Regions from separate parts of the Mus musculus genome. Here all the other regions are linked to region 1. The links are chromatin contacts, called in public Hi-C and HiChIP or PLAC-seq maps. All regions are on one chromosome and are shown on one strand. Each heading gives the region's core, a stretch centred on a gene start, on an enhancer-like site or on the middle of the called end of the contact. The rest is flanking DNA. Distances are from core to core; before and after follow the strand shown. Region 1 overlaps Dlgap2 (DLG associated protein 2). Region 2 overlaps Dlgap2 (DLG associated protein 2). Region 3 overlaps Dlgap2 (DLG associated protein 2). Region 4 overlaps Dlgap2 (DLG associated protein 2).

What was found. HiChIP or PLAC-seq counts read pairs in DNA pulled down with a chosen protein or histone mark. A called contact is a pair of places that touch in the nucleus more often than the background predicts.
Region 2: a contact with region 1 is called in a CTCF HiChIP or PLAC-seq map of the NIH/3T3 cell line, with 9 read pairs. The contact joins two enhancer-like sites. A contact is called at or near these places in 1 of 15 datasets of contacts at CTCF or cohesin (the NIH/3T3 cell line), 4 of 484 Hi-C or Micro-C datasets (the C2C12 cell line, cerebral cortex, embryonic fibroblasts and 1 more) and 2 of 115 datasets of contacts at active chromatin or transcription factors (the NIH/3T3 cell line and embryonic fibroblasts).
Region 3: a Hi-C map of the C2C12 cell line shows a contact between it and region 1, with 4 times the contacts expected there. The contact joins two enhancer-like sites. A contact is called at or near these places in 1 of 15 datasets of contacts at CTCF or cohesin (the NIH/3T3 cell line), 1 of 484 Hi-C or Micro-C datasets (the C2C12 cell line) and 1 of 9 other capture datasets (embryonic stem cells).
Region 4: a contact with region 1 is called in a Hi-C map of muscle stem cells, with 2.3 times the contacts expected there. The contact joins two enhancer-like sites. A contact is called at or near these places in 1 of 15 datasets of contacts at CTCF or cohesin (the NIH/3T3 cell line), 1 of 484 Hi-C or Micro-C datasets (muscle stem cells) and 1 of 115 datasets of contacts at active chromatin or transcription factors (the NIH/3T3 cell line).

What each region holds. Positions count from the first base shown.
Region 1 is chr8:14,598,594-14,605,007 of GRCm38.p6, forward strand. The region is part of intron 4 of Dlgap2 (DLG associated protein 2); the gene reads left to right. Among named protein-coding and RNA genes, the nearest start is that of C030037F17Rik, 160 kb to the right of the region's middle. Within about 2 kb of position 4,923, at least 43 of the 459 cell types and tissues checked have an H3K27ac peak or open chromatin away from gene starts, as enhancers often do. A contact at or near this core is called in the C2C12 cell line, the NIH/3T3 cell line and muscle stem cells, where this site is marked.
Region 2 is chr8:14,470,296-14,476,802 of GRCm38.p6, forward strand. All of the region lies in intron 3 of Dlgap2 (DLG associated protein 2), which reads left to right. Among named protein-coding and RNA genes, the nearest start is that of Gm26184, 200 kb to the left of the region's middle. Within about 2 kb of position 3,071, at least 30 of the 459 cell types and tissues checked have an H3K27ac peak or open chromatin away from gene starts, as enhancers often do. A contact at or near this core is called in the C2C12 cell line and the NIH/3T3 cell line, where this site is marked.
Region 3 is chr8:14,405,165-14,411,774 of GRCm38.p6, forward strand. The region is part of intron 3 of Dlgap2 (DLG associated protein 2); the gene reads left to right. Among named protein-coding and RNA genes, the nearest start is that of Gm26184, 140 kb to the left of the region's middle. Within about 2 kb of position 1,592, at least 14 of the 459 cell types and tissues checked have an H3K27ac peak or open chromatin away from gene starts, as enhancers often do. A contact at or near this core is called in the C2C12 cell line and the NIH/3T3 cell line, where this site is marked.
Region 4 is chr8:14,816,221-14,823,336 of GRCm38.p6, forward strand. It overlaps Dlgap2 (DLG associated protein 2), which reads left to right. Exons shown (of 16, transcript NM_172910.3): 10 at 6,123-6,475. Among named protein-coding and RNA genes, the nearest start is that of C030037F17Rik, 54 kb to the left of the region's middle. Within about 2 kb of position 2,496, at least 22 of the 459 cell types and tissues checked have an H3K27ac peak or open chromatin away from gene starts, as enhancers often do. A contact at or near this core is called in the NIH/3T3 cell line and muscle stem cells, where this site is marked.

The sequences.
Region 1 (6,414 bases), core at 3,673-6,172:
GTGCATTACAACACTAGTTCTGAAATACATGTTTCTTGTTAGTAATAAAATTGCAGCTGAAACACAGAACATCGCATAAATACACTGCCATGGGATTCTTCAGTCCTTCATGTGCCTTCCTGGGTCTGTAGAAAGTGAGAGAGAGAGAGAGACAGAAGCCTTGGTAGTGGCTCCTGCATATCAAAGCCCTGTGTATTTGATGCTATTGGACTGATGTTATTTCACATGTAAGTTATTTAACTTTACTAAAGTTTTAAAAAAGTGACCATTATAATGATGCTTTTAATACCTACCTCAGAGGTTTTGTGGCTCTGGAAAGAAAACCCCTGGCTTTCTCCAAGAGTCAAAAGTACAGCCATGGAGACCAACTGTGGATTTTACAGAGCTGCAATGTCTGAGAGTCTATAAATGGTCCTACTTGGAGAATGGCTTATTGATGGAGTGGCCTGTGGACCCAGGCCTCTGACTGGCTGGAGTACTTGGCTGTCTGTGTTCAGACAATATCCACTATACTCTTTTATGCATGGAGGAGTCCCTGGAATCTTGTAGATGTTGTCGATATGCCTTTAATTATATCCTAAAATATCATCCAGGTCACCTTGATGGAAGATAATTTGAATATCAAACATGACCAGTGTTCACCCACACTCTCTAGACTTCACAGTGAGAGGTCTTGCCTGGAGAGTACTTGTCACTATGTGACAAGCTTCATCACCTATCACTTGTTTAGAGAAGGAAATGGAGATGCTGCCTCTGGGACCAAAAGCCTTCCTCATGCTCATGACTCAGAAGGCACAAACCCTGAGGCTTGCTGTCATGGGCACTCTGTACTCATGATGGGTTCAGAATCATCTGTGCAATGCTGGGATGTGATTCCTGTCACAGGGAGACTATGCAGCAGTAACATGATGCTGTACATGGATGCACAGATCAGGAAAACGTGAGACTTGATATGCTAAGTGGGTAAAGCAAAACTGGAGACCCTCCTGGGGCGAGTCACATTTATATAAAAACATAGATTACATAGACAAAAGGAGCCTGTGTTTAGTGCACCCAAAGCTAATGGGATGACTCTAAATGGTGAGATTTGAGGGAAACTTCTGCTTTTATGTTTTATTGTATGTACTAACAAAGTGGACTGTTAGCTTTTCATCACCGTGGCAAATCTTGAAAGAAACCAATTCAAAGAAGAAATGATTGACTTTGGACCACAGTTTCATAGGTTTGGTCCCAGGCCACTGGCTCTTTTGTTATGAGCTGAGTTGATCCAGAGAATCATGGAGTATATGTCAGAGGCAGCTCCTCACTCCAAGGTAGGCAGGGAGCAGGGAGAGACAGGACAGGACAAGGGACATAACCTATTTCTTTTTTTTTTAATTGGTATTTTCTTTATTTATATTTCAAATGTTATCCCCTTTCCTGTTTCCCCTCCAAAAAACACCCTCCCCTATCCCGCTGGTCCCCTGCTCACCAACCCACCCACTCCTGCTTCCTGGCCCTGGCATTCCCCCACACTGGGGAACAGAGCCTTCATAGGATCAAGGACCTCTTCTCCCATTGGTGTCTGACGAGGCCATCGTCTGAAACATGGCCTCCGAATGAGCTACCTCCACTTACCTCAGTGTTTGCCAAATGATGAGGTCCAAGGCCTGTGATCTTTCTAATCACCTATCCAGGGTTGAATCCACCCTCTGAGAACTAGCTCCCCCAACATGTGAGGCTTCGTGGTAATGGTTTATAGCCAAGACTTAGCATTTATTGTAAAAGCACTGTGTTATGGGCAAGCAAAGTCGTCCAGGTAAGATGCGTAGACTTGTGCACCTGTCTGAAACTCCTCCAGAGTCCCTGATTTCCTCCACAAAGTCCAGCCTATTGGGAGCTCAGTCATCCTTCGTCTTCTCCTCACACAAGGCTGCTTGTTCACAGCAGGGCACATAAGGAGGCACATAAAAAAGTGGTGCTTGGCTGCCTTTGCCTCTTTTTTTTCCCCTTTAGGATTTAGCCCATGAGATGGTACTGCTCAAATCCGGGACAAGTGCCAACTCCGTTAATCATCTGGAGAGGTACTTTCATACTCAAAGGCATGATTCAGTGATGAACTAGACGTTTCTTAAGCCAATCAAGTTTGACATCCAAAACAAACTATCGTGTGGTCCTATGTCAGTGTAGTGGTATGCAGCCCAAGGCTATGGTTATAGCATAGCTCAACAAACCAGGTATCCCTGTTAGTTTGCTAGCATGTTCCACTGACTTCCAAGCCCACCATGGCCTAGTGACAATATGGCTCACGCTCTTGATTTCTTCCAAGCGTTCCCTGAAGACCTTCTCCGGAGAACTGGACTTATAGTCATTGTTCGAACATTTGCCTACTGGCAATGTTACAGACAGCAATAAAACAAAGAATCTTTTCCTAGATTTTGAAGCCAGATTAAGTTCAAAATATCAACCTTTCTTCTAGGGAAGTAGGGCAGGGCTACCTTTTACATCAAAAGGCCCACAAGAGTTAAAAAGATCCTCAGATAACTTCCCTAAAAGGCCTCAAGAAAAACAAGGCAGCCATCCAAAACCATAGGGGTTGGAGCATAGATCTCAGAGGCTGTGCAACTAGGGTTCATGGGCTCTAGTGTCTCTGCCCTGCTCTGGCCAAGAGTTGACCCAAGATTACTCCTTCCTCCTTATCTTTTCTGAGATACACCTTGAAGCTCCCACAGGAATAGGAACCAAAAGGACAAAGCCAGCTGCCAGGAGATGGTAGGGACTAAGACAGTTTCATCCATGGCATACTAACAAATGTGATAGAGGGTAGAAGATGGCCAGAAGATGGCCCAATTCCTGGTCCTTGGGATGAGGAAGCAGCCTAATTTTGGGATGACTTTCTGTTCAACCTCCCCTCATTCCCCACTCCTTAGTCAGCAAACTCGCTGAGCAATGGCTTGGCACAGGATGAGGCTGTGCAGCTAACAGCTGGAGCGTGCGAGGCAGAGAGAATACAGATCTTAGACTCCAGTGAAAGAAGCAAAATTATCCCTCCATCACATTCATCCTGTCTGTAGATTCCGGTCCGGTGACATTGATGAAAATGAGCCGTGTGAAATGAACACGGTATCCCCAGAGAAAGTCGATGCAGGCGCTTGTGGGTTAGGGCCTGAGGATAAGTCACCTTAATGTCAGGCTTGGTCCTTTAGACTCAGTGTTCAGGTGTGGACACCAGGGTTCTCAGAACGTGGGAAGTGTTCAGTCCTCAGGGAAGTCATGATCACCCGTGGTTGTCTTTTGGGGAGCCAGATGTCATCTTGCCAGGCTAGTCTATGTCAAATCTACATGCCATCAATCGCCTAGACCTCCAGACTCACTGTTTCCTTTTCCCAGAGGGTGCTCCCTAGCTTATTATTATTAGACTGATTTCTGTGACCACGGTGAGCCCTGTACCACACAGTTACTGTCACTCCTCCTGTTATTGGTAGTAATGAGGCCACCACAGTAGTGACAGTAAGTACCCCTGCCTCCAGCTGCCGTGATACTCAGGTTTCCGCAGAAAGCGCTCTTTATGAGAGCTCATGCATTTTCCAAAATAGCTAAAAGAAAAAACTCTACCCTTTGACCGAATGCTGCTCTCAGAGCCTAAGACATCAGCTCTTCCAATGACTCTCAAAGCAATTCCAGAGGTGACAGGATGTCCCCACCTGCCCAGCCCCTGTCCTTCTGGGGCCTCAATCCTACACACACACATCTACTCCAGAATATTGGAGAGTATCCACAGCGTGCCTAGTACTGCAACAGCTGAGTACCAGTCGCTAGAAGTTGCTTGGCCGCATGAGAGCATCAGAGACCCTGTAGGGTCACTTTGAGAGCATCTGTAGGGTCACTTTGCTTTTGAGCCCCTGGGAAACACTGAAATAGTTAAGGGCTTTCTGATGCACCAGGACTCTCTGTTCATGGCTTTGTTTAAAAAGGACTTAATTTTTTAAAAATATTATGTGTCTATTGTACAGAAAACAGGGCTTGTTATGGCTTGTATTACACATCCATATGATGGACTTTGAGAAATTCACCCAAACACCCCTCTTTCAAGTAATTTCCAATGGAATATTTTGGGACTTTTTCACTGGCCTGGATCTTGTAATGACTGTCTGTACAGCTGTAGAATGCAGCCTTACCCTTCTCCTTGGTGGCCTGGGTACCCTTCACCCTACTTAAGGTCTCCTAAACGTTTGCAGGACCACTCTCTCAGCTGTCTGTGCCAGGGCAGATCAGTGCCCAGACTGCACCTGGTGGGTCTTTGCAGGGCTGTGTAAGGTGGCAAGAAGGTATCACGATGAAGCAGGAAACACCATGGGTGAATAACATTGTCCAAGTGTAGGCTGCTGCAGGCCCCACCCCTTCTTCCCATCAAGCAAATTTATGACAGCATTGCTACTTGTACCTGGCACCAAACTTCCAACATTTAGTCTCCACTGCACCACACACACAAGGTGACGCCCAAGGACAGTATGGCCCCGTTCTTTCAGCTGGCATTTCATGGGTCAGCTTCTCCCCACACGGGACTTAAGAGTTCTAAGATGACCCAAATTCATCTGACGTCTTTACTGTAGGGCATGTTCATAGGACGTGTGTTTATCGTTCTTAGTGATTTATAGAAATGGAAATATATGCATTGCCTTTTAAAATTACTTTATCTCTATTTTTCCTCCTATCTTCAGAATTAATTTGAATACCCAGCCCTGTAGCCAGCTGCCTGTTGTTGCAGGATACATAAACACTTCAACTTCTGCTGGGCCATAATCATTTTAGGCGAATGGCATCAAATGAATGATATTATTATTTGGCTGGGTATATTCTCGGCTTGCTCCATAGTCTAAGTAGAAACAGAGATTCATCTGGAAGCTGCCAGCAGCTGCTTATTCACTCCTCAGCTCACCGAGCCAACATTCCTCTCCTCACGAGGTCCTGTCTGAGCTATTGGAGAAGTCTCAGTCAGTGACTTCATTCCCACCCAAAACTCTGGCATGAGACAGGATATTTTCCAGGCCCTGTGAATAGAATCCTAAGATAATAAAATAACCAATGCATGGCTCCAAGCAGAAATCTCTGTCCTGACATGTGGGCTAGAGCCAGGCACCTCCTGCCTTTGTTACGCCCTTCTCCTTGGCGTGGTGTCCCCCGTGTCCCCTGTGTGCTTTCTTCCTCTCACTGAACCAGATGAGAAGCAGAAAGAGGGAGGGTCCTGAGATGACATGTCGGGGATTCTGGGAAAATGAAGTCTAGAAGAGGTGAGCACTTAGGACTTAGGGGGGAATCTTATCTATAACCAGGTGTATATTGAGACCCCTCTGAGGAGTATCCAATGGCACCTGTGCTGGCAGGGACAGCAGATGAGAGAGAGCCTCTTTCTCCCCTCCATGGGCACAGCTTTGGACCTGGGACAGGCAGAACAGATCGAGTCTGAGTGCTGATGGCACCAGCAAGGTTTGGCTCCAGTCTAGCCACCTTCGCTGCATATATAACCTTGGCCAGCTGTGTCACTTCTGAGTCTGTTATTCACATCTTCACTGCAGAGGACGGTTATGATCTCCTTGTGGTTCTAAAGAGTAGGTGTGTGTGTGTGTGTGTGGGGGGGGGGTGTCTGCAGCATCCAGTCCATGCAGGGATCTGTTGCACCACTTTATCTCACTGTGCCCCCAGAGCTGTGCCCCACTGAGAGAGCCTAGGCTCCTCTTACCCCCCACCCCCTTTCCCTCTTTCTCTCTCCCTCCCTCCATCCCAGAGCACTGATCTCACTTTCTTGGAAAGCGCTTCAGAGGGGGCCCTGCTGAGCACTGAAGTTTTCACATTGATTTTCCACAGATTTATGTTTTAATTAGGGAAGCTAAGACTTTAGCTTTGAGCACCCTCGCGCATGTCTTCCAGATATTTATTTTAGCTTAAGATGCATGGCCTCACAAATTCCCGAGCTTTTCTTAATTTAGTGCAATTTCAAAAGTGTGTAACTGGGTTCTCTTGCCCTGACTCCTTTCCCGTGATCTTCAAACATTCCGTTGTTCCTCTGGAATTCTGAGGTGCACACACACACACATTCTCACACATATACTCACACACACACACACACACACACACGCACACACACTACACACACACTCACAGACTACACACACACTGACACATGCTACACACACATACACTCACACACACTACACACACTCACACACACTACACACACTCGTACACACACTACACACACACACACACTACACACACACACACTCACACACACTACACACACTCACACTACACACACACACACACACTCACACAAACACACATTCTCACACATATACTCACACACACACACTTCACATACTACAAACACTGACACACACACTGACACATGCTACACACACATACACTCACACACAC
Region 2 (6,507 bases), core at 1,821-4,320, 130 kb before region 1:
CAGCAGCTGTTTGATGCCTGGCCCCATGTGTGCGACTGAAAAACCACAGCAGCTCTGCCCAGCTCCTGTCGTCAGCAAGTCCCACAGGAAAGAGAGAAGCACGCCACTGTGCGGGGACCTCTGTCATCTGAGAGCTGTTATTGGAGTCACCAAAACTGACACTGGAGATTAATATCTGTTTGCTCCTGGAAATCTGGAGTTTGGACCCCAGGCTGATATCCAAAGTATAGTTTTAAAGTTCTCGTTCAGCTCATGCCTAGGGAAAAGCAGCAGCTGTTGCTGAGGTGAGCCTAGGGTTCTGACAGGGTGCAGAACCAAGGCATCACATTGATTTGTGGTGTGGATCAATATTGCCACTTCAAAGACCGGCTACTCAGAAGATACATGACCATGTGTGTACGGCTGAGCTTTGAGGGGATGCTACTCTAGAAGAAGGAAAATGGAAGACAATGCATACCATAAGTGGAGAATAAATGAGGGGTGAGCTGAAGAAAGTTCAGGGCCTTTGACAATTTGTTATGAAGGCTGCAGCCACTTGCTGGAGCATAGTAGGACATTAAGCACAGAGCTGTCACTTATTATATCAGACTCATTCCTAACATGAGCTCCTAGAATAGGGGCTACCTTATCTTGGACATATGGAGAAGGATGCTCATCACAGGCACTTTCCTTTGAGACAGCTACCACAGTGGAGGAGAGTTGGAAATGAAGACACAGCCTCAAATCCTGTATCATAAATTAGATCAGGAAGGATGGGAGCTGGCCGCTTCTTGTGTAGCCACAGCAGCTGATTCTGTTTAGAGACCGAGTCTCCGTGGATGCTCTGTTTTTTAAAGTCACGACACATTCTTTTGTAAATAGGTATTTTATTGCAAATTTGACATTTATTTTAGATGTGCATGTATGTAAATCCATCGACATAGAATTGTGCACATGCACACACACATACACATAAATACATACAGGCATACACACACATGGACACACACATACATATACACACACACACATATATATATATACACACACACATACAACACACACACACACATACACACATACACACATACACACACACACACACACACACACACACACACACACACACACAGCGGGCCAGTGGTAGAGTCTGTAGATCTCCAGGTACCTTTTTCATCAGAGATTCCACATGTGTTCATTTCCCCCCATGTCATATATTGATTAAAAGAACATAAAGCCTCACAGCGACTATAACTCAGTTAGCAAAGTGTCTGTGAAACAGGCAGGAGGACCCCAGTTTGGTTCCCAGAACCTTGTCTCGCTGTGGCTAGACACGAAGTGGCCAGTTCCAGTCCTTCCTAATCTAATTTATGATATACATTTGCAGCTGTGCCTTCATTTCTAACTCTTTCCCCATCATGGGTACTATCTAAAAGAAAGTGCCTCTGTGATGTGCACCCTTCTAAATATGCCCCAGGAAAAGCAAGGCAGGGTCGTAGGAGCTTGTGAGCCTAGGGCCCAGGAGAGTGACAGGAATATCCCTGTGTCTCACTGTTGATCTAGCCTAGCCCAGTGTATAAGCTCCAGGCCATTGAGAGACCTTGCATCAAAACTGAAGATGAACCATACCTGAAGAACAATATCCAAGATTGATCTCTGTCCTACATACCTACACAGACACATATGCATGAATATGTCATCTGTGTACAACCCCCATGAAAACACACACACACAATCAGAGGGGGAGAAGAGAACATAAAATATGGTGTAGAGGAGGCAGTGGTTGAGCCGAGACAAATCACAGGAGAAGAAGGTGGGGACAAGAGGACGGAATATGGAAGGCTGTTTTTCCATGGTCCTGGGCCACAAAAATGTACTATGTCTTCAACCCAAGACCTGAGGACCACTCTATATAATCCTACAGGTTAGAAACCCAGCATCTATGTGCAGTCAGGCCAGCCAGCATCTTCTGAGCTTATTCTCCTTTGCTCATAGATGCTGTCTTCTTGTATCTTCATATGGTCCTCTCTCTTTCCCTCTGTGCATCCTCATGAGGACCCTGCTTTTGTCTGTGTGAATCCAGTCTCTCTTCCTCAACATTTTCTCCGCCTCTGGAAAGACATGGGCACACCCGCCTGTGTCACTGAAGTATTGTGCTTGGTCTCTTGACTTGGGTAATACTCTGGAGCTCAGGTATGTCTCTTCCTGACACCAGTTGATAGGTCCTTCCTCCAAAAATCAGTGGGGCTGGAGCCATTAAGCCAGGCAAACAGATGGCATCATTCCATATGATACAGCCATGTTGCTTTTGCTACATAGTTTATTAAAAGCAAAGATGACCCTGGGTTTGTGACCAGTCTTCAATAGAATATCCAAGAGGCTGCCAGGCAGTGTGCATCCAGCCTATGCTTAAGGTAGAGTGAGGGATCTGAATCAATGCTATTTAAGATTTGGGGAGTTACAGTAAACAAGAGTCCATCTGGCTACATGGTAGCTCGAAGAGTCCCGGTCCCTTCACAGCCACACTTAGGGGAGCTGGCTCCCAGAGAGAGCCAGAAACAAACACATAGTCTCTAAAATTGACTGGAGTGTGAAGGAAAACAGCCACAAATCCCTGCTGGCCCGTTTGCAGCTCTGTGGCTTCCTTATGGTTCTCACTGAAGGTCGGGGAGGGCCTCAGCATCTGGCCTGGGTGTGCCACTCTGTTGAGCTTCCTTACAATTCCTTATTATCCCAAGACAGAGTCTGCTCTCTTACTGATGTCTGAGGGCAGCAGCGGGAGAGCAGGCTGTGTGCAGGAACTAGGAGGGCAGGATGAATGGGGCCCTGTCTAGAATGGCAGCAGATTCTCCCAGCCTCTGCCATCTGGACTCAGGGCTGTGACTAGGCGAAGCACAGACAGGAGAATCAGGGTGGCTCGCTGCGTCCCTGGGACTGGGTGCCGAAGCCACAAAGCTTTCGACGGAGAGAGACTAGTGTTAAGTTCGGTTGACCACCGCTAGCCACATTTCTGTATGTACTGCACAATATGTGTACCTAGTGTGCATCATATGAAGCAACACACTGGCTGCTGTGCGGGGGTGGGCTCAGTATGAGTCAGAGGAGAAACACATCTCCATCCTGTCTAATGAGTGGCAACCGCACCAGGGCTGCACATCTGTCAGCATCTACTTTGTAACCAGAAATCAAAATGGGGGGGGGCTCCCTGTCCTGAAATGATGACCAAAGCCTCAGGGTTGAGCTCCTACATCCAGTGCTGTCACCTGCTGAACCTTAGAGACCTGTCGCCCCGAGCTGATGGCATGTCTGCCTGCCTGGCCTCGTTCCCATTCCCCTCAGCCCAGGAGTAGGATGTGAAGGACCCTGGCAGACGCGAAAGGCTGTGGTCTGCAGTAGAGGTGAAGTGTTCTTTGCGACGAAGCAGACAGACTCCATAGAGGGGGAGAGGTTCCACCTCAGGCTGCCTATGGAGCAGGTGTACCTCACGCCTAACTTGACAGAAGTACTACTCCCTCAGTAACATGCTGCTCAGACGCCGGGGAAGCAGGACACCAGAAGAATGTGTTTCCCACAGGAACAGGACATAGATAAACCCCTTGCTTCAGCAGGCTTGGTGTAGGCTGAAGAAGTGTGCTCTAGCTCTGATGCCTGTTGGAACTGGTAGGTAGAGAAGCGCAGCCACAGTATGGCACATGTCCCCACACAGAATATGACGACACAAGAGTCCCCATGAGCTACTCAGTGGTTAGGACGAAAGTGAAGGAATTGAGCTACGGGGCTGATCCTCACTAGTGACCTGAGGGTAGATAGTGGGCCCCAGTGATACAAAGTTCTTTTTGGATATAGAGCTGTGTGTATACCCAGAGCATACCCAGGTCACATGGTCAGCCGGCCACAAAAGTATCCCTAGGAGGTCTAAGGAGCTAATGAGGATACAAGCAGCAAGGACAGTAGAAAGAAAGGAGATGAGATGCCTGGAGGGGGTAAGAGAGGGAGAAAGGGGGGTGTCCTAGCCCTCTTTCCAAAGCTCTGCTCAGGACTAAGCTAAGGCTAGGAGACATGTGGGGATGCTTAGGTGCTGATAGGCTAACTGGGCATTCCTCTGCTGAGTGTGACTGAAGCCGACCTTCTGAGGAACAAATCGAGGAAAAAGGACAAAACATCTTGTAGTGTAATGGGAGAACCTTACCATAGTCTATGGCCACCTGTGTGCCGGTCACACCAAGATTTCGGCTCTTGACATTGTCTGGTGGCTTCCTGGAGTATCACTTCCAAGTCTCAGTTTGATTACTGATGCTCTGAGTGGCATCTTTGAGCTACATCTAATCTAAATGTTTGCACATATGGGAGGCCCAGCCTTCTCACTATTGAGTTTTGCAAAAAATAAAAAAATAAAATAAAATAATTCCAGTTGGAGGCCTGCCTCTTCCATCTGGATGAGTCAATCAATTAATGTCAACAAATCAATTAGAGTTTACATGGGAATTACCCCGGTGGCCATGGAGGGCTCGCCTGGGACTGTTGATGCAGGTGGTTGTTAACAGCATCATCAGCTAAGTTAAGGAGAATGCACAAACTGGGGAGCAGGGACTGCTGGCTGATTCCCACGTGAGCGCTGAGGCTATCCACATGTTCACGGCACCCAGTATAGCTTCTGTTGTTGATGGTGTCTTAATTTCACCTTGTTGCTAGTCTCAGTGAAAGCTCCTTGGTGGTAGATTTCACTCTGCCCTGGAGTGCTTGTGGTGAGCAGCAGAACTGCTGCCTGGGCTGCATCACCATATAAGTCTGCCCACACAGAAGTGGATGCTCACAGTCAGCTATTGGATGGACACAGGGCTCCCAGTGGAGGAGCTAGAGAAAGTACCCAAGGAGCTGAAGGGGTCTGCAACCCTATAGGTGGAACAACAATATGAACTAACCAGTACCCCCAGAGCTCGTGTCTCTAGCTGCATATGTAGCAGAAGATGGCCTAGTCGGCCATCATTGGTAAGAGAGGCCCCTTGGTCTTGCAAACTTTATATGCCCCAGTACAGGGGAATGCCAGGGCCAAGAAGTGGGAGTGGGTGGGTAGGGGAGTGGGGGGGGAGGGTATGGGGGACTTTTGGGTTAGCATTTGAAATGTAAATGAAGAAAATATCTAATAAAAAAATTAACTCAGTAGTATTTTGTGTTTTGATTCTGGTGATATGTAGTGTAATAGTCTGATAGCACATGCCAGGGGCAGAGACCTGCAACTCTCCCTCAGTTCCACTGTCTCCAGGGGAACTTGGATGCTCTGTAGTATTGTGTCAGAAGCCTTGGAGGTCGGCAGGCTGGATGAGACAAACTTTCAACCTGTGGACATGGATTGATAAGTACGCTCCTCTGCTTTCACAGTGAAGGAATGTACTCCTAACATGCACCCATCCTCAATTTGAGTCTCATGTTTGCTGTTTGGAATGTCTATTACCTCTTATAGTGGTTCATGGAACCTTAGCACTCAGGAGACTGAGGCAAGGGGATGGCAAGCTAAAGGCCACAGGGTGCTGTATAGCAAGACCCTGTATCCAATCCAATCAAGCAATAACCAAAACCTTTGATAAGAAGATCCCATGATGGGACAAAGATGATGTTCACACTTCCCCATGGTTCATTCTGGGAAAATTGATATCTGATGAAACACTTGAAAGTTTTCCCTGAAATAATTTGAATGCAAATACATACATACATATATATATGCACAAGCGCGCACGCATACACACACACACACCATAAACTGAATTGCTGAGTATAATTCTGCCCTATAAAACTCTATACAAATGAAATTGTAATGCCCTCACCTTAAGTAGGAGTAACTGGAAGTCTGGATGAGCAGATATTGTTCGGGAATTTACTTTAACAAATAAGTAAACACGTTGTGATATTGGAGCTGATTAAGTCTTTCTCTTGTAATACATGTTGGCTCTCAATTCATATAGCAATTTCCCTTTTCATTTATTTTGTAGAAAATGGGCTTTAGGCTGTAGAAATGAGCACAGTTTATATACTATCTCTCCTTAAAGCTGGACAGAATTGATAAAAGGGTACAGCAAAGACACACAAAGTCAGGGTTATAAGCAGGGTTAAAGAGAAAGTACAGAGCTCTCGGGTGGGCCATTGTCACCTGCTGGGTCAGAAGGCAGATCTCCTAGGAAAGGAACTGAGACCTTAAAATGATGGTTCCCCAGGACCTGTGCATTGTGAAGCCAGTGCCAAGTCACTGTAGAGAACACCACGGTAGACAGTCGCAGACTCAACAGTTCTTACATGAATGGTCTGTCATCTGTGAAATTCTGGGGTCTAGAACTTTGCGTGGAATGCAAGCCTGTGTGGTAGAATACATATTGCTGTGATCAACACATGACTGAGAGTTTTGAAGACGAGAAAACTATAGACACCAGCAGACAGGAGTCTTTGTCCTGTGTGATGCATGGTTATGTGCCCTTCCTACCCCCACAAAATACCCTAGTGGATATTCTGTGCAATGGGGTTCACGTTGTATATTTC
Region 3 (6,610 bases), core at 342-2,841, 200 kb before region 1:
AATGTTTGCTGAATGAGTGCTATTTTTCTTTCCCTGGAGGGTATGCTCCAGTTGACACTAGGAATAGCAAACAATTTTAGCAAACTTTGCATAGTTTGAAAAGAAAATCAACATACATTTTAGCTATCAATATTTTTTTATTAGATGAAGAGAATAGCCAATGTAAACAGTTGAAAAATGTCGGTTTGTTTAGAAATGGTGTTTCCCTAGGTAGTTTTCCAGACACTGTCCTGGAATACAAATGGGGCTGCTTTCTCGCTGTGTGAGGACTCTCTTTCCTTGGTTAGGCGGACGCCTCAACCCTGTTGATAGTTCCTGGGCCACTAAGGAAGCTCCAAGCTCTCTGGATGAGTTGAAACCTCCTCTGTGGAAAACTGAGCAGCAGGCTTGTGTTGGATGGAGAAGCCCAGTGTGTAAGAAACTTTAGGTCAGGCCCGTGACTGGGCACTTGGGAGCATGTGCTCAGACACATCGTAGGGAAGGAGCCAGACTTGCTCCCACTCAAGGGAGGAACCCACTCATGCCTGTGCATTGAATGGGCGCCTGGCTTGGTGTCTCTGTGACTCATGGCTACGCCTTGCTTTACATTGGCTCATGCTTACCTTTTGACCCTGTGTGGTTCTGCCTCTTTTCTGGCCATTTTGGTAACTTGATTAGACGGGGGCATAGGGGTCGTGTTCACATGGCACATCAGTCTGGGTCCTCCCTGGCCAGGGAGCTGAGGGACAGAACCAAGCTCTCTTTATCAACATCACAAAAACTCATACTGTTCTGCATCTGAGTGTTCAGGCTGCTTGTTTGTGGCAGGTTCCCTGGCTTTTCTTCCCCCTCCCCTTATCCCCAAAGGCATGTTTTTGGAGCAGGAATGTTCTTTTACAAGTTTGTGGAAAATGGGAGGGGACTTTCCAGAGTGTGCCAACAGTGGGTACACAAATAAGAGACTGTATAGAAAGGCATTTTCTGGCTTTGAAGAGCTGACTGGACCCTGTTGACTCAACATACTGCCTTGGTCACAGACATCCAGTCTGCCATCAGGCCTATGACAGGAGTCCTTCCTCTGTGCTCTGGACATTAAGCAACTCAGAAATAATTTTTACTAGCCATTTTGCTAGGCGGGGTTTTCAGGAGAACAAGTATACATTCTATCCGTCTTTTATCTACCATTCATGTGGGAAGGGATGTGTTTCGGAGCTGGCTCCTCTGGAGTTAGCATGATTTTCAGAAAATAATATCGTGACATTTAAAAGAGATTCTTTGAAGGCAGAACCCAGAAACATTAAACAAAATAACCCAAGTTCTCCCATTCTTGGCTTAAAGCTTCCTAAAGCGTTTCTATGCCAGTGATGTCACTGGGTTGGCGGCTTGTCAGAGCTCCTCTTAGCTGCTGTGTGTCCCTGCGGAGGGCTTCTGGGGACTAATATTTCTGTTAGCAGTTTGAAAAACTTCATAATGATGAAAAGAAAACAATGTCTTTTGGAGTAATCTCTTTATTATAGGGAGATCCCAAGGTGAACAGGGTATTTGATCATCATCCATTAGACAGTTTACCGGTGTGCCTTGTTGATTTAGTGACTCACAGAGGCCTGAGCGAGCCCTGGGATCTAGCTATGCCATGCTGGGCCTCCTGCAGGCTGCCAATCCCACCACAGCCTCTGCAGGAGGACCAGAATGATAAGAAAGATCTCTTGATTGGCACAGTTGCTCATACAATGCTGAAGCAGCCGCTAAGGATGGAGCACTTCCCCTGTCATCAGAGCCTTAGCTATGCGCATGCCCTGAACAGATGGTGTGTTTGAACTTGGGCGGTCCCCTGGTGGACAGTAGCCTGACATTTAGTGCTAAAATGTCGTGTACACAGTATTTAGACATAACAGATTTTTTTTTAATGTTTACCCAGCTTTCAATGTTTTGAAGATGATTTCCTTAAATCTCAATAATTCCTTCTAAAAACACCTAGGTATTCATTCAAAATTGTCATTTCAGTGAAAACATATTGCTTATGCTATTTTGTAAAACTACACAGAAAACTCAGAAGTGGCCGTAAACCTAAGAGTTATTTAAAAGAGAAATTTTGAGACCTCACTGAGGACAGGAAGATTGTGTGAAGGGTACTGGGGTACCCTTCCTTGACCTCACTAGCGGCATTTCTATATGTGATTGGGTAAGAGTTAAGGAGGGCAGCCAAGGAAGAGGTCCAATTGAAAGAGATATGCTCTATAAAAGTAGAAGAGTTTTGAAAAAAAGGATTTAAGTGTCGTGTAGGTGATAACATTTAAAAATCAATTTCTTAAAGCTCTATTTGAACTATAACCAATGTAGCATTCATAATAAACAGCACTGGGTGTTTGATTTCAGTTGAGGTGACAGTTTCCCTTTCTGTTTCTGCAAATGGTGTCAGTGAGCGCCAGCCTGCTTTGGGTGCCAACATCACCTGTCCACACTGATGTCCAAGAACAACTCTTCCCAAGTGGCCATGCGATAGTGAAGTCAGTATATGATTAAGATCCTGTGCTGCCACAAGGGTGGCCCTGAAGGAGATGTGTTAGGAGCCCCTCGGACTCCTGTTGGGAAGAGTGGCACAGGCTGCAGTGTTGAGGGGGCTCACATTTATGGGAGGGAATTGCCAAGACTCTACTTGGTAAAGACATTCTTGAGCAAGCATCTCTAATGATCAAGAGCGTCTCTGAAGCTGAGCTAGCATTTGATTTGTCCCGAAGCTTCTGCAGTATGTTGTACTGAGCAGATGAGTTCAGTGAGCGTGTCTCTCAGATGGGTATTAAAGCTAGACTTACATACAATTCAGCTTTCCAAAAGACAGAGGCCCCAAAACACCTTTCTTGGGGTGGACCTTAAGTAAGGGCAATATGTTGAATGAATAAGCTAACCACAAAACCAGTAAGTACTCCATGGTTCCAGTCACATGTGGCTGTAGAGTGGCCACATCCATTGAGACAGGACATGGAGTAGTAATGCCAGAGGTTGAGGGAGAGTGGAGTGTTAGTGCCTCATGTTGTGGAGTATCCGCCAAAGAAGACTGTCCAAACGTGGGTTTAAGTCAATAGAAAGTCTTTATTAGTTGGCCAGTGACTATACTGGGTGTTCAGGATCCCAGTGTAACACCGAGCCTCTCTCAGGGTGAGCTGTTAAGCACAAAAGCCATGTTATAGCGTGACATACTTCAGTTAACAAGAATAGCTAACCAGGAACAGAACTACAGAAGCTAAATAGCAAGGTTAGTACATTTGAGACTTTCCCAGAACGATATGGACTTTGATGGATTAGGCCTTTGTTTTAGTTTTGGCAGGTGGCATTGTCTATGTGCTAGTTTTTACAGCCTGAATGGTACTTCTGCCGTGGAGTCAGTTGTGCTAAGGTCTTGGGGCCTAAGATTATAAAGAGGAACATTCTAGAGATGGATAGTAATGGTAAGTTCATGTATAAATATCATAATCACCACTGAACTGTACAATTGAAATGTTAAAAGAGTAATTTTATATTTTGAATATCTTTACCAAAAAGTTCAACAAATTAAAAGAGTCTATATATCTATATTTATATATCTTTCTGTATATATCTATCATCTGTCTGTTTGTCTGTCTGTCTGTCTGTCTGTCTGTCTGTCTGTCTGTCTGTCTATCTATCTATCTAATCCAGTAAAAGTCAAGTAAAATGATTGGAAAGTGAGCTATATATCCTAAGGAGAGAGATATTTCTCAAAGGTAAATATAGAAATTCCCTCTAATTGTATTTAAAAAGTTCCATGTCACTAATTACTGGGGAAATGTAAATCAAAGTCACAGTGAGGCATTGTCCCAGCAAGAATGGCAGCTACTGAAATGGGAACAGGTGTTGGGGAGGCTGAGGAGACCAGTCCTTGCATATTGTCATCAGGACTGAGTCAGCAGAGCCTGATGGACACAAGCTGATGGTCTCCCATCAGTACCGCTCTACAGCCCAACACTTCCGCTAACACATGCATACCCAAGGGAAATGAAGTCAGCACACCAGAGCAGCATCCGCAATCCACTTACCACAGAACAATTCACAATGGCCAAGAAAGGGAGATAACCTAAGTTCCTGTCATCTGATGAATGTATAAAGATCATGACACATGCAAATGGATGTTATTTAGTCATCCAAGAGAATGGAATCATGTGTGGATGGAACCAGAGGATGTGATGCTAAGTGAAATTGCATGATCTTGGCTGTGTGATATGCTCACAGAGAGTCAGCCCTGGGGTGCATTAGCCAAGGTTATCTAGATTAACATTACTTACAGGATGAATCAATCAGCCTGTCTGTTCATGTCTGTCTGTCCATCCATCCATCCATCCATCCATCCATCCATCCATCTATCTAAAAAGGATTTATTAGAATGACTTACAGTATGTGGTCCCCAATGCAACAATTGCTGCCTATGTACAGAAGGTCCAAGAATCTAGTAGATGTTCAAGCCATGAGGCTACATGTCTCACCTGGTCTTGACTACACTGGAACCCTGAAGAAGTAGGTTCACTGAATGCCAGTGACAGAATGGACTGGCTATGAGGCTAGAGCAAGCAGGTGGAGAGCAAAATGCCCCCTCCCTATTTCCTTTATAGAGACTACAGCAGAAGCTGTGGCCCAGATTAGTGGTGGGCCTTCCCACTTCAAGAGATCTCAATTTAAGCTCTGTCTTCCCCGCTGCAAAGATCCAGATCAGAAGCGGATCTTCCCACTTCAAATGATCTAACTAAGCAAAAATCCCCCACCAACTTTGAGTTTTAGTTAATTCCAGACATAGTCTAGTTGACAGTTGAGAATAGACATCTGAAAGGTTAATGGTGATCATCAGAGGCTGGGCAAGAGGGGAGGGTGAGAAGAGATGGATCAGAGGGTGCTAAGTTCTGGTTAGAAAAGAGCGACCAGGCCTGTGCATCAGGGCCACTCTAGATAACAGTGAAGAACCACAGGAAACAGAAGAAAGGCTTGGGTGTCTTCCCCAAGGAGAACCGATAAGTACCAAAGAAGACAGACCTGTTTGCTTTGAAACATGATCTAATGTACTTATACATCAAAGCGTCATGTGGGGACCAGGTGAAGAGGTATACATGGACCTCCTGCTACACAGGCTTGCGGGTGTCTGTGGCTTGAGGCCAGCCTGGGCCAAATAAATAGGAAGACCCCAGACAAATCACATAGCTTCTCAAAGAAATAAACAAATTTTATGTTTTGTGTTTAAAAATGTTTAATTAAAAATGAACCCAAGCATTTGAAATGTAAGTGAAGAAAATATCTAATAAAAAATTGAAAAAAAAAAAAAGAACACAATTGAGCTGGTGCCTATGTAGAGCCTTCACCCACCCTCATGCACTAGTGTTCATAGTATTGGAAGGTACTCTGCACACTATCCAAGGAGAAAGGTAAACCCAACCCGGCTGCAACCCTTTGATCTACAGTGCTGTCCTGCCTGTAGATTGCAATGTACACTGATGCAATAGTGGCATAAGGAATGTGGGTGCAACCAACCAGCTCACACCATGAAATAGAACCCATACCCATTGCTGCGTGGGTAACCAAGAACCTGAGAGTAGGTAGGCCAAGGACCTAGGGGAAAGCCAAAGACTACTGTTCTGCTAAAAGAATGCAGAAAAATGACTCCCAGTGGCATTCTGCTGTACTCATAGATCAGTGCCCTGCTCAGTCATCATCAGAGAAGCTTCCTCCTATAGCAGATGGGAACAAATACAGAAACCCACCGCCAGACAGTGTGTAGAGAGCGGGACCTTGGAACACTCAGCCGTATATGGATGTCCCCATCAAATCCCTCCCTGCAGAGCTCAGGCAGCTCTGTGGAAGAGGAGGCAGAAAGAGTGTAGGCTATGGGCATGAGAACTCTCAGAGACTATGGTAGGTAGCATGCACAGAGTCTGCAGGGGTCTGCACCAGATGGGGTCACAGAGCTGAGAGGAGAAGTGGACACATGGCTCCATCCTAACCCAGAAGCGATCTCCAATCGATAGCCACTTGCAAATGAGAAATGATCTTTTTCCCAAGGGAGTCTGGGGAAACAAAGTATTTTCAAGGGTAGTGCCCCTCCCCCCAAACACTTAAAATGAACTGAATGGGAACTTGGAGGGTCTTTGTCTCATAATACTGTGTTAGAGCAGGTTTTTTTTTTTTTAAAATACTTGAAGTGCTTTTTTGCATATGTTATGCCTTCCAGTTTTGTGTTTTATAGGGTTCCTGTGTGTCTGTGAACATACGAGTCTCTGCATCTATATGTCTTTCTCATGCTTTTTCTTTGGCTCTTTTTCTTCTTTCTGTTCATCTTGTCCTATTCTGATTTTTTTTTTTTGCTTTATTTTTCTCTTATTTTATTAGTAGTATTTAGATGCCTGTTCTAACAAGAAACAAAAAGGGTGTGGATCTGAATGGGAGGGAAGGGGAGAGGCAAGGAGGAACCAGGAAGAAGCATTGGTAGATGGAAAACCATAATCAGAACATATTGTATGAAAAATTATCTTCAATAAAAGAAAAGAAATTAACAGAACCATACAAGATGTTATATGCGATTCAAAATAAATATATGTGACTTGTCCTAAAGTAGAATTAATAAGACCTTTATGAC
Region 4 (7,116 bases), core at 1,246-3,745, 220 kb after region 1:
ATGTGCAGATGTGTGTACTCTTAGGTATTTCCTAAGAGGCATAGATAGGATTTTCTTCCCCATGATTGAATTTTGTAAATATGTATCGTGTAGTAAGTTGGTAGTAATCTCTAAAGAGGTGAAGGCTTTGGACAAGCTCCAGGTTGCTGTGGTGGTTTTGTTTGTTTGGTTTCAGTTTTGGTTGGTTGGTTGGTTGGTTGGTTGGTTGGTTGGTTGGTTTGGTTTTGGTTTTGGTTTTGATTTGGTTTGGTTTTTTTGTCTTTTCCTGCTCACTAAGGAGAGGGATCATGAGAGGCAGTAGGTAACCATGGCATAATGGCTAGGTTCTGGGTGCTTAGCAGAAACATGGACAAGTGGAGATAGAAGAGGATAGTTTTCCCAAGGTCACAAGAGCACACCATCTCATGTCAGTAGAAAGAGTGACACTGTTATTTCTCAGAGCACCAGGAAGGAGATACATGAAGCCCACCCCTCTGAAGGTGGTGTATGTAGACAATCTTGAGAGATGGCTCAGCTTAGCACCGACCACCATGACTTGTCTTCCATCCTGATTCTACCATTGTAGCTACATGGAGGTGAGCTCCAGATACTGGACCATGTGTGTTGTTTAAAGAATGCTGAGCAATTACAATAATCAATTCAAGACATCAAAATAATAAATATTAAATTGCATCAAAGCAAAAGTCCAGAGCCTTGCAGAGACATGGGACCTAGAAAAATGATTCCTGAAACCAACAGATTAATGGCATAATTCTCATGTGATGTCTGCAGTGTTTATGCTGGGCTGGTTTTATAAACCTGTAAGATTTAAGTGTTTCCAGACCCTTCCTCTGTGTCTGGGGATGTGATATCTATGGTCCCTAGTAGGTTGAATGATACTCAGTGTGGATTGAATGTGAAAATTAGTAATTATAGGTTTTCACTGCAGAACAGTTGACTGCAATTAAAGATACATATATTTGAATTTGCTTTCAAAAAGGCTTACTAGGAAAATATGATAGCTTAAGTAATGTGTGTTTAACCTCTGCAATAAGAAGAATCTCTCTTGGATGTTCTGACTGCAGCCAGAGCCAGTCAAGGATATCCCCTGACACTGCATTACTGGCACCAAGTAGATATTATCTCTGCCCCTCTACACAGGCATCATGGCCCAGCCTGAGTCAGTGAAAGCTGCCAACCTATTTTTTTTTTCTTGTCATTGAAGAAAAGTCACCTCTCCTATCTTCCTGCTAGAGTGTAGCAAGCCCTTCACTGGGTTTTGCAAGAGCCTGTTAATTCCTTAGCTGCCCATGCCCTGGGGTTCCTGCTCTGCAAAGACACCAGTGTCAATATTCCCATCTTTGCCCCATAACAAACATGTTGCCAGGCAAGAAGGCATGGAGTTTGGTTTCTCTGGGCTCTCTGAGGTCTATCCTAGCCGTCCCCATAATTACCATGATGATTTGCTAAAGAGCCATGAAGCAACAAAGTTTTGGTTGTTATATTTTCAAATGTTGGTTTTTTACTTAAACACACTCAGTGAGTCCTGCATTGTGAACTGGGGCATAGGACACTTTCTTGGGCAGGAATGAAGTAGAACTGGAGTGTATCTTCGAATTTCCTAGAAAGGCCAACTGCCAACAAATTTTTCTCAGGAGTTCACCTGATAGGAGATTTAATGTTCTTCAGCATGCTATGACAATATATGTAACTGTTGTAGGACAGACAAATCATTTTAGATGTGTTGAGATATACACTGTGTGTGTGTGAGTGTGTATGTATGTGTGTGTAACAGAGGTCAACTCACCTTATTTTTAAGAGACAGGATCTCTAATCAAATCTGGAGCTCACTGATTTGATGAGACCCCCACCTCCCAGGTTCTAGGATTTAAGCACTATTCCCCACTCCTGGATATTTTTATAAATGGGCTCTTGGGAATCTGATCCAGGTCCTAACACTTGTACGGCACGTGACTTACTCCCTGATGCATCTCCCCAGACCCACATGCAGATTTCTGTTGCTTCTTGATCCCGTGTTCTTCACTATTGGCATCCAGGCTTCCAGTGCTCTGCTGTAGACACTCGATAAGTCACCAGTTTCCAGCCTGTGGGTCACGACCCTTATCTCAGTCCAGAAATACTTCCATTATGATTCATAACAACAGCAAAATTATAGTTATGAAATAGCAGTGAAATAATTTTATGGTTGGGAGTCACCGCAGCATGAGGAACTGTGTGAAAAGGTTACAGCATTAGGAAGGTTGAGAGCTACTGCTATAGATGGTCTTCCCAGGTGGACCTGCCGTTTCCCCTGTGGGCACATGTAAGTGTGCACATGTAGTGCTTAATGTCCTGGATACACTACAAACTAGTAAGAGCTTAATGAAAAGAAGACTCTAAATGAAAGCACTCTAGTTTAGTCTTCTCAAACGTGGCAAGACCCGTGCTGACCAATATTGCCAAAGCTGAGAGCCAGGAGGCAGTGTGATTTGCCTGGACACATATGTCCCCACACGTGACGTCAGAGCGTAAGAGTCATATCGAGAGACAGAATGGTTAGCCCCTCTGAGGTCATCAGCCTGGTCACTATTGACATTCAGAATGAAGTCCATTTTGGGGAGTGAATTTATCTAAATATCCAGAGGTTTCAGCAGCACCAGACCCCATCTGGGGTGTGCCATAGCACCACAGCTCTACCCTCAAAAAACATCACCAGATATTCCAAGATCCCCCAAGGGAAAGAATAAACAGGATCACCACAGCTGTGGACATCTGTCCTTCCAACGGGGAAGGGTGGGAGACCCAGGAAACTCCATGATGATAGGACCCTCCTTGCCTGCCACTTGACCAAGTGCTTCGGCACCTTTCTCTGACCCACAGTACATGAGCTGGCTAACAGGCCAGTGGCCAGCATCTCAGAGAGATCTGCTATGCCTAAATCTCACTCAAGTTCACAAGTGAGAAGAGCAAACTTAGAAATAGTGGTACCTGACAGGTGTGTTCTGTATCTTTGCATGTGCATGAAAGACACGGCTTGGCTCTGTTCCTAAGAGTGTCACTGGGTGGGCTGGTACCTCTCCCAGGTCAGTACATGTACATTGCTGCCTTCTTCTAACCCAGCTAAAATCTGACCAGAGACCAGAGGCAAGGCAAGGGACACTGGTGCCAGCCATACCATGGAGACTTTTTCCTGGGTTTTCTATAGCTCTGGGTTTTCAAATACAGATTCAGATCATCAGTAGCTGTCAAAAAAGAAAGGAAAAAAAAAAACCTGTGTGGCCCATTGGAAGAAGCCATCATAGAGGTCAGCTGGCATCAGTGACTTCTGACCATCTCTCAGCGGCCAGCAGACGGATCCTCTTTGTTTTCCCCCCTAGCCTGTGTCCTACTCCCAGAAGCTGCCTGTGACCAGGCCTGATAAATCCATGTGGAAAAAGCCCGGCTCACTGAAAGCTTTCCTTCTATGTGCTCGACGGGGTGACCTTCCTTCTCACACTGACCTCTGAACCGGATCCTATTACATAGCTCTCCCTGTTATCCTGTCTGTATGTTCTGTGCCCTCCTGAATATCCACACAACTCCATGAGGACTCAAAGAGGCCAAAGGCAGTGCCCACCAGCAGGATGTTTCCAGCCACTGCCGGCCTCTCTAGGCTCTCTCAGCTAGACCTTGGCTCATCCAGTAATCTCACATGGGGGCTGGCAGTGTTTCTACCCTGTCTCAAACATGTTGTGAATGAGCTTTAAAATGTTTAGGTGTTTGCCTTTTGCCTTCATTATCCGAGAAATGCAGAACAATTCTCAAAAAAAAAAATTATAGAAAAACCATCACCTTTCTGGGCATGTGGCTTTTCTCTGTCTGTGTCCCACACTGAGAGCCCAGCATTCCCATGCAGATGCTAAGCTCAGGGATTCTCATGGAATTCTACTTGTGACTTTGGCTGCACTGTGAGGTTGGTGGGTCTTTGGCAAATATGGGCTGGATGTCAGATGTAGAGGAAACCAAGATCAGTGTGTCCCAGACTGAAGAGAGCCAGACTCCAATGAATCCCTTAAGAAGATAAACTGGGATGCTGGTCTTTGGTGGATGGATTCAGGAAAGACCTGGGGAGGCAACACTGGACAGAGCCGCAGTAGAGACAGGGTCGTGGGGGGGCAGGGGGAGCAAAGAAAACAGTCTAAGGAGAAGTGGTAGAGTAGGAAGACAGCATAAGTGTGGTGGGGAAGTGGGATGGGAGGTGTAGGGAGACAGGGTACAGAGGTAGGGGGATTGAGGCCAAGCACAAAGGTAGGGCTGGGTGGTGCGGTGAGAGAAGGCTCTGGTAGCTTCTGGGGAGGGTGGGGTAAGACCTGGGGCAGAGCAGTTGTTCAAGAGCCTGAAACTTCCACCCAGCACAGGGATCTAGTTATGTGGCCCTCAGACTCTAGGACCAGAGAAAAGAGGAACAAAGGAGATACCACACATATGTCTCCATCATTCACACCTTTGAAGTAATTTACTGTGAGGCAAGCAAGAGCTGGGATTCCAGGAGACACCCAGAGAATCTCCAAGTGGGATACGTCCCCCAGAATGAACCACATTGAGAAGACAGTGCTGCAGACAGTAGCACGTGCTTTCCATGCTTGGCATCATGGGATCAAGGGGATGGAGGAGGATGAGTGAGTCTCAGGGTGTTTGTAAAAGGTAGCCATGGAAGATGCCAGTGTGTGAACATCGGCAGAGGGTGGAGACACAGAGAGCAGTGGGTGGAGACACAGAGAGCAGTGGGTGGAGACACAGAGAGCAGTGGGTGGAGACACAGAGAGCAGTGGGTGGAGACACAGAGAGCAGTGGGTGGAGACACAGAGAGCAGTGGGTGGAGCAAGAATCTCACCATGCACATCTCTGAATCTGAAAATGTGGAATGCTTTTAGTTTAATAACTCTCTTTAGATAGATCCACATTAACAACAAAAAAAAAAAACTCAAAGAAAATCTCTTTTCTATTATGTGTGTGTGTGTGTGTGTGTGTGTGTGTGTGTGTGTGTGTGTGTGAATAAAAGAAAAGGAAAGGAAAGGGGGGATTCAAGGTACTTTTTCTGTGGCAGAAAAAAACTTAGCCTGATTTGTGACACCCAGCTCTCAACCAGCTTCTTTTTAAATTATTATTATTATTATCATTGTTATTATTATTATTATTTATTGGATATTTTCTTTATTTACATTTCAAATGTTATCCCCTTTCCCAGTTTCTCCCCTCCCACAAACCCCCTATCCCATCCTCCCTCCCCCTGCTTCTATGAGGGTGTTCCTCCACCCACCCACCCACTCCCACCTCCCTGCCCTCGATTCCCCTACACTGGGGCATCTGTGGAGCCTTCACAGGACCAAAGGCCTCTCTCTCTCTACCAGCTTCTCTCCTGACTCTTGCCACCGTTCCCTTTAAACTGCATTCCCACTCATCGGCATTATGTGCTGCCATGGTGAGCTCACTTCACTTTATTTGTGAGTGTTAAATAACAGCTACTCATTATGAAGAAATGTAGGAAATACAATCAGAAGAGAGAAAATTGCAAATACTGTCACTCACTGTGCAATAAATGTGACTGACATTTTCAATGTGCCCTGGTTTCTCACACCAGTGATTCCCTATGTGTGCATTTCATGTTTGTCTCTGATTTGGGACCCCGCCTGCTTCCCTCACCTGGTGTGGTAAAAGGGGTGTTGGCACAACATGGTGACCTTCATGAAATCAGTGGTATAGAAGTGTTCTGTTTCACACATACACACACACACATACATTTTCACACATACTTACATTCAGATGCGCGCACACACACACATGCACACTCACACATACATTCACACACGCACATACATTTTCTTACACACATGTTCACTCACACACATGCACACTCACACACATGCACACCCACACACACACACACATTTTTTAACTTATATGCTAGATTCTTTAGGTGCTTTTATGATTTTCCTTTTGTTACACATATATCCATACAGATATCTTTAAATACAACAGAATCTTGTCCACTCGCCTGACTTTTTCGGGCCAGATGCCCAGAAACAGCCTAACTGAGCTGCGTATCAGAGCTGTAGACCAGCTCAATGGAGGATTTCCCCTGACTAGGCCTTCTTCTCTTACAGCTGTCTCCTACACAAATTACAAGAAGACGCCTCCCCCGGTGCCTCCACGGACCACCTCCAAGCCTCTGATCTCTGTGACGGCCCAGAGCAGCACGGAATCGACACAGGATGCCTACCAGGACAGCCGTGCCCAGAGGATGTCCCCCTGGCCCCAAGATAGCCGTGGCGGCCTCTACAACTCCATGGACAGTCTAGACAGCAACAAGGCCATGAATTTGGCTCTGGAAACAGCTGCAGCCCAGCGCCACGCGGCGGACACCCAGAGCAGCTCCACACGGAGCATCGACAAGGCGGTCCTGGCATCCAAGGCTGAAGAGCTCCTGAAAAGTCGCTGCTCCTCCATCGGGGTCCAGGTACTCTCCCTTGACCACCCTCCCTGGCGCCTGCACAGGCTGAGTCAAAAACCAAGTCACAGCCCCAAGTGTTTGGCCCCTTAACAGAAGCAGGGCAGTAAATGATGCTGAGAGACCATATGTGCCTGCCACAGCATGAGAGACCCCAGGACAGAGCCCAGGGAGGTGAGACTCATGTACTTCCCTCACACACACTACCTAATGGTCCTCAGGACTGACAGCTAGGAAGATGGTTTGGAGAGGTTGTCCAGATGTCTATAACAGGGGTGATGAACTTGTTGAAAACACATCAGCCCTCGTGGAGTATTGGGAATAAAGAGGCAGACAGACCCAAGTGCTGTGAGTTGAGCATGTGACCAACTGGAACAGTGTGCAGCTGGGCTCTTCCTCTTGGCCTTCTGTCCCAGAGGCCTCTACACACAGGAGCAGTATCCTGTAGTGTCAGCCGTGCAAGGGTATCCCACCATCCCATTATCCTCCCTGCTCCAAGCCTGGCTGGCCCTCCCACTCCTCAGTTGACTCAGAGAGCTTGACTCAGGTGCATTGAAGCACACATAATACAAAAAATAGGGCTCTGTCTCACAAACGGCATCAGGTGACCTCCTCTAAGCCCTAGCAGACACAGTTGCGGAAGCCAAGCT